Linked DNA regions of Mus musculus: region 1 is linked to region 2. A link is a contact called in public HiChIP or PLAC-seq data. All regions are on one chromosome and are shown on one strand. Each heading gives the region's core, a stretch centred on a gene start, on an enhancer-like site or on the middle of the called end of the contact. The rest is flanking DNA. Distances are from core to core; before and after follow the strand shown.

What was found. HiChIP or PLAC-seq counts read pairs in DNA pulled down with a chosen protein or histone mark.
Region 1: a contact with region 2 is called in an HNF4G HiChIP or PLAC-seq map of pancreatic cancer cells. The contact joins two enhancer-like sites. A contact is called at or near these places in 1 of 484 Hi-C or Micro-C datasets (the Ba/F3 cell line), 4 of 115 datasets of contacts at active chromatin or transcription factors (the HPC-7 cell line, embryonic stem cells, extraembryonic endoderm stem cells and 1 more) and 2 of 9 other capture datasets (adipose tissue and liver).

Annotation. Positions count from the first base shown.
Region 1 is chr17:47,761,801-47,764,829 of GRCm38.p6, forward strand. It overlaps a transcript of Tfeb not described here. Among named protein-coding and RNA genes, the nearest start is that of Tfeb, 22 kb to the right of the region's middle. Within about 2 kb of position 1,386, at least 163 of the 459 cell types and tissues checked have an H3K27ac peak or open chromatin away from gene starts, as enhancers often do. A contact at or near this core is called in pancreatic cancer cells, where this site is marked.
Region 2 is chr17:47,652,109-47,655,237 of GRCm38.p6, forward strand. The region is part of intron 3 of Gm20517 (predicted gene 20517); the gene reads left to right. The region is part of intron 2 of Usp49 (ubiquitin specific peptidase 49); the gene reads left to right. Among named protein-coding and RNA genes, the nearest start is that of Usp49, 23 kb to the left of the region's middle. Within about 2 kb of position 1,648, at least 21 of the 459 cell types and tissues checked have an H3K27ac peak or open chromatin away from gene starts, as enhancers often do. A contact at or near this core is called in pancreatic cancer cells, where this site is marked.

The sequences.
Region 1 (3,029 bases), core at 136-2,635, 110 kb after region 2:
ATGTACACACTCACACACAAACACATGCACACCTATATACACATATATACACATGTACACATCCACACACACATCTGTACACATACATCCACACAAATGCACACATACACATCTATCCATACATACACCTCTATACATCTGAACACACACACACACACACACCTATACACACACACACACAGATCCATATACACACATACACACACACACACACACCTATATACACACATACCTATATACACACACATCCATCCACACACATCCACTCACACACACATGGATTATGCATGTTCTACTGTGTGAGGCTGACAGGATGCCCGTGACTACTCTTGCTTGGCTAGGAAAATGGAGGCCTTTGCCCTTCGGAAAATGAGCGACCTGTCATCTATCTGTGTCTCAGGGGCAAAGGTTGTCACTGTGACTTTTATTTGTGACCTTTGGGGAGTGTGGGCTGCACATTTGTGTAATCTGTTGTGGAGCCTCAGAGGGAGCAAGGGCAGCAAGCTCCTGTCACCAGGTGCCTTCCCAGCTCAGGAGAACGGAAAGTGATCTCAGCAAAGGGCCGAAGCCTGAGGTACCACGTTGGCTTCCTCCCTTCCCCATGCCCACGGGAGCTTCACTCTCACTCCCTGCTCGAACCCTGCTTGTTCCTGGGGGACATGGCTGCCTTTTCCTGCAGTTTAATGCCCCTATCTGTGGAGCTTCAGCCTGCAGCCAAAGGAGGCATGGAGGCCCAGAGTGCAGGCACTGGCGATCCCTGCCCCAGAGGAAGTGGCCGGACGAAGTCCAGTCTGGGACACTGTGGTCAACACCTGATACCGTCTGAGTGATTTTCTGCCTTGAGACCTGCCAGGGAGAGGAGCAGGCAGCTGAACCTGCCCACGGCCTGCTTGGCATGCTGGCTACAGCCAGCTGGTGACTCATTCCCCCAGGGAGGATGCCCAGTACAGGCTATATGGCCAGAGGTCCGGGGTGCCTCAAAAAACCTGTGCAAGTGAAGCCCACACTGGGCAGGCTGTGGAGGGAGCAGAAAAGTCCCACATGTGGGGCCAGGCCACTCTCTTGTCCCTCTGCCCTCTCCGTCACTGGGACTACAATCCCAGGATACACTGTCTCTGTCATGCAAAATCCCTCACAAGAGAGCAGGCAACTAGCGGAGATTCAGGAGTCCCTCTTCCTAGTGGCCTGTTTGCCTTCTCCTCCCTGGACCAAGGCTAGGGAGTACTTGCCTATCCCTGTAGCCTTTTCTCCAGCCTGCTGCCCAGGAGGGGTGGGAGGCTCTCTTCGGGGAAATGAATTCTTGGCCGGAGCCCAGATGCTGGCCTGCCTAGCTTTGCTCCAGGGTGATGCTGGGTGTACACACAGCCCCATTGTGTGCCTGGGCCTCAGGCCTGCGTCATGGGCCTGGCACCAGCACTATCAACACCAGCACTGGCTCCCACAAGGGCCTGAGCCCTCAAGCTCTGGTGAGGGGGCAGGGGCGCTGGTGATTAGGAGAGACTTCTGTGGTGGGGCCAGGGGTGCGGAGTTGCTTGACTGCTGGTCCCCGAGTTCAGGCTGGACCCCCCAGCTCTTCACAGCCAAGCTTGGAAAAAGCAAGGCAAACTTCTTCCCGAGAAACAGCTTCGTCTGGGATCTGAAGGGAACCAGATACGTGAGGACATAGAGCCCCCATGTGCTCTGTAAAGCAAAGGGAATAGTAATCAAGGGTGGTATGGTTGGTGGGGGCAGCAAGCCTCCAAGGCTAGAAAGCAGGCTCTGCCTCAGTTTCCCTATGCCAGCTGTATTGTATATACCCTACCAATAAGGGAAAGTTGTACAGAGGTGAGCTGTGGCCAAGACTGGGCTTAGAATCTCTCTCTCGAGCTCTATAGGCTGGGCCTGAGCCCCCTTCCCAGGCCTAGTTCCACTGGCAAACAGGACATCCTGCCTCTGGATGCTTCTATTCTGAGAGTTTGGCTTGAGTCTCTGTAGCTCCTCAGGTTTCTAGCCTGAAGGGGGCCTCTGTAGCAAAGGAACCTGCCATGAGCCACCTGGCTCCCAGCAAGAAGGGTCCCACCCTGCCTTACACTCAAGCTGAAGGCCAAAGGGAGAGTCCCCAGACATGTCCCCTGTGGGGTCCCTGTTTTCACCTCCTTAGTTGTACCTAGTCCAGGAGCCCCAGTCCCCAGGCCCATCTTCCTAGCTGCCTTGCCCATCCTGGGCATGAGGCCCGGCATCTTCCTTCAGTACCTCAGCAAAGGGACAGGGAATTCCTTAAAGGTGCCTGTGAGACTGAGATGCCAGGATTGGCGCATGGGGACAGGTGGAGATGGTAGGAACTAGAAGGAGACGCCCAGGGTGGTGTCTGTCCCGGAGTCTCCCCCCGTGCTGCTCGGACGTACTGCTCCGTTTATACCTTTCCCAACACCCTGCCATTGTGTCCTCCCCTCATGACACAGCAGTGGATAAAACAAGCTCTCAATGCATGAGCATGGCAGGCGTGACCCAGAGGGTAGCATTGGGTACTGGAAGGATTGTGGGTGGTGCCGAGGAAGAGAAGCACCAGGAAAGGCCTTGGAAAGCTCACACACTAATCAGAAACCGGGGCAGGGGACTAGAAGTTCGGGTCAGCTGTTCTGAACACATGTTGCTCTTACAGAGGACCCAGGTTTGATTCCCGACACATGGTGGCTCGCAGCTATCTGTCTTTCCAGTTCTAGGGGACCCAACACTCTCTTCTGATCCCTGCAGGCTCTGGGCATGCACGTGGTACACATACATACATACATTCATGCATGCATGCATGGAAAAGACACACTCATGAAATAAAAAAAAAATTCAAACATTGGACAGAGACTTCTCAGTGCCTCAGCTTCTCAACATCTTCTTCTTCATTACCATCTTCTTCATCATCATCTTCTTCATCTTCTTCTTCTCCTCCTCCTTCTTCTTCTCCTCCCCTTCCTCCTCCTCCTCCTCCTCCTCCTCCTCCTCCTCCTCCTCCTCCTCTATTTATTTATTGAGTACACTGTCACTGTCTTCAGACA
Region 2 (3,129 bases), core at 398-2,897:
AGTTCTAAGAACTGGAATGCCCAGCTGACTTCTGCTTAAACAGACATAGTCACACCAGGCATGATGGTGCACGCCCTTAATCTCAGCACTTGGGAGGCAGAAGCAGAGGCAGAGGCAGGTGGATTTCTGTGACTTCAGAGCCAGGCTTATATACAAAGTGAGTTCTGGACATCCAGAGCTGTTAAACAGGGAAACTGTCTTAGAAAAGCAGAGGTGGGGGGAGATGGAGAGAGAGAGAGAGAGAGAGAGAGAGAGAGAGAGAGAGAGAGAGAGAGAGAGAGACTTGAGTACTCAAAGCTCAGCACTCAGGAGCAGGGATTTGAGAGAGATCTCTGTCCTGGTTGGGTATTTTGTCAGTTTGACACAAGCTACAGTTTTCTGGGAAAAGATATCTATTCCTCTGATTTACATCTGATTTTGACATAAATAAGGTTTTAAGAGAATGGCAGGGGGCTGGAGAGGTGGCTCAGTAGCAGAGTTCTTGTTTAGTATACAGGGTCAGTGGTTAATCTTCGCACAATAAAGGGATGGAGGGAGACAAAGAAAACATGGAGGGGACAGAGGAGAGGGAGAGTGAAAATGAAAGAGAAAGAACATATGTGAGTGAATTTTATCCCTTGATGCTGACTGGTGTTCAGTCAGGTGAACCAGTGCTGGAAACAGTATACAAGTATTGAATTAAGGGGAGACGGAATTGCTTTATTAGTTTATTTTGTTTTGTTTTTGTTTTTATTTTTTATTTTTTACACTCCATATTTTATCCCCACCCCCCCACCCCACCCCACCCCACCCCGTCCCTCCCAGGTCCCTTCCTTCCTCTGCTCTTGTGATTGCTTTCTTCCAGAATACTCAAGATACCGTCCACAGAACTCAAAAAGGTCCACAAGCTGAGGTGCCCACGTGAGGATGCCTCAGTTTCACTTGGGAGGGAGAAGAAAGCAATCACCAGTGCGGTTTTTGTTTTTTTAGATAGAGTCTCTATTGTGTAGCTCTGGCTGTTCTGGACAGAGATATATAGAAAGGGCTGAGCTCAGACTCACCGGAGATCCACCTGCCTCTGCTAGGGTTAAAGGCTGGGGTTAGCATACTAAGTAGAAGTGGGAATTTTAATAGGTGTGAATTTTTTGCTTGGGTGAAGATGAACATGTCTTTGACATTTGTCTGAATATCTTATAATTACATCATATGCTACATGTTCTAGAGAACAATCCTATAGTTATATCATCTGCTACATGTTCTAGAGAATGGATTTCAGTTGTCACAAGGTTTACTGCTATGCCACTGGTCATCTTATTTTTATTAATTAATTTTGAGATAGAGTTTCTCTGTGTAGCCCTGGCTGTCCTAGAACTCGCTTCTCTTCTGACACTTTCAGAACCAGAAGCTGTATGGGCAGCAAGATGGCTCAGCAAGTATGAGTGCTTGCTGCAAAGCCTAACAACCTGAGTCTGATGACCCAGAACCCACACTGGGGAAGGAGAACTGACTCCTTCAAGCTGTCCTCTGACTTCTACATGTTGTAGCACACACATACACACACACACACACACACACACACACACACTCACTCACTCTAGAGGTGTCAGCCTAAAGCTCTCTGGCATGCCTGGTTCATGACTGAGCCTGGTGCAGTTCCGGGTTTGACTGCCTTGAGAGCACACCAGGGACTTGGCTTGCTGGAACTATAAACCTGCTCTCTGGAAGCCCTCAAGCAGCTGCTCTGTCCCTTCTGAGCAGATCTGTGAGAGCTGCGCTCGCTCCCTCCCTCCCTCCATGTGAGCCGCTGTGCAGTGTGCTCACTTGCTCTTTCCTACACTAGAACCCTACAGGAGCAATTAAAAAGAATTCTCAAAGACAATAATATAGTAGGGCTGGAGAGAGCTCAGTACTTACTGCTCTTGCAGAGAAGCCGGCCTCAATTCCCAGCACCCATTCGGTGGCTTACAACCATCTGTAACTTCAGTTCCACTGGATTCAACAGGTACATAACATGCATGCAGGCAAAACATCCATACATATAAATTAAATTTAAAGAAAATCTTTTTTTTTAAAAATGAAAGCAATATAATAAAAAAATTGAAAACTCTAATGGGTGGGAGGTACTTTTTTTTTAGTGGTGCAGTCAAATAAATTCCCTTCACCCTGCAAACAACCCTAATGAAACTCTGAGTCACCACAAAAGTAAAAGGAAATGGAGCAGGAAATGGGGCTGGTTAGTTGGGTAAATACCTGTGGACACCTATCCTCTTAGTAATAAGACTAAGTTAAAGAATGCAGATGTAGAGAGTCACATCTGATCCTTTGCAAGTAATGACAGTCACTGACCAGCAGTTGCTGTGCAGCCAACAGATCCTCACCAGCTATACATCCCAGCCTAAGACTTACAGCCACTGGCCTCACATTGCCCACTTGGCACAGCTTGCCCCTGCCATCTTGTTCAGAAAGAAAGTAGCCCCCCCACCCCACCCCCAAGCCGGGCGTGGTGGCGCACGCCTTTAATCCCAGCACTCGGGAGGCAGAGGCAGGTGGATTTCGGAGTTCGAGGCCAGCCTGGTCTATAAAGTGAGTTCCAGGACAGCCAGGGCTATACAGAGAAACCCTGACGAGAAAAAAACAAAAAACAAAACAAAACATAAAAAAAGAAAGTAGGCCCCCTACGTGAATCTGCTCCTGTGATTCTGTCCCCAGCAGAGCTATGCTTTTTGAAGTTACATTTCAGTGTGTCTTCAAAGTCTTTCTTGGGCAAACTCTGCTTGATTTTCCCCTGTTCACCCAGCAGCTACTCGGCCATGTGAAGCAGAGACTTTCAGAAAGGGCATGAAAATGGCTGCCAACATGTCTGAGCTCAGTACTGCAGGTCCTCAAAGCCTCCGGTTGTGCAAGCAGACAGTTAAAGCCATACCTCAATGGCATGGTAGGTTGTGTGGAACTAAGTGGTTGGGCTTCATTTGACGAGAACTAGCCACAACCCAGAGTAATCATTTTCCCAGACATACTTTGTCTGTTACCTGTATCATTTGACCAGAAACGAGGGGAGTTTGTGTCTGCCCAAAGGACCTTACAGGAGCCAGGTAGGCTAGGTTTGTTCACAGTGACTTCTGATCTGAAGGGAGGCCTAGTATCAGTTGA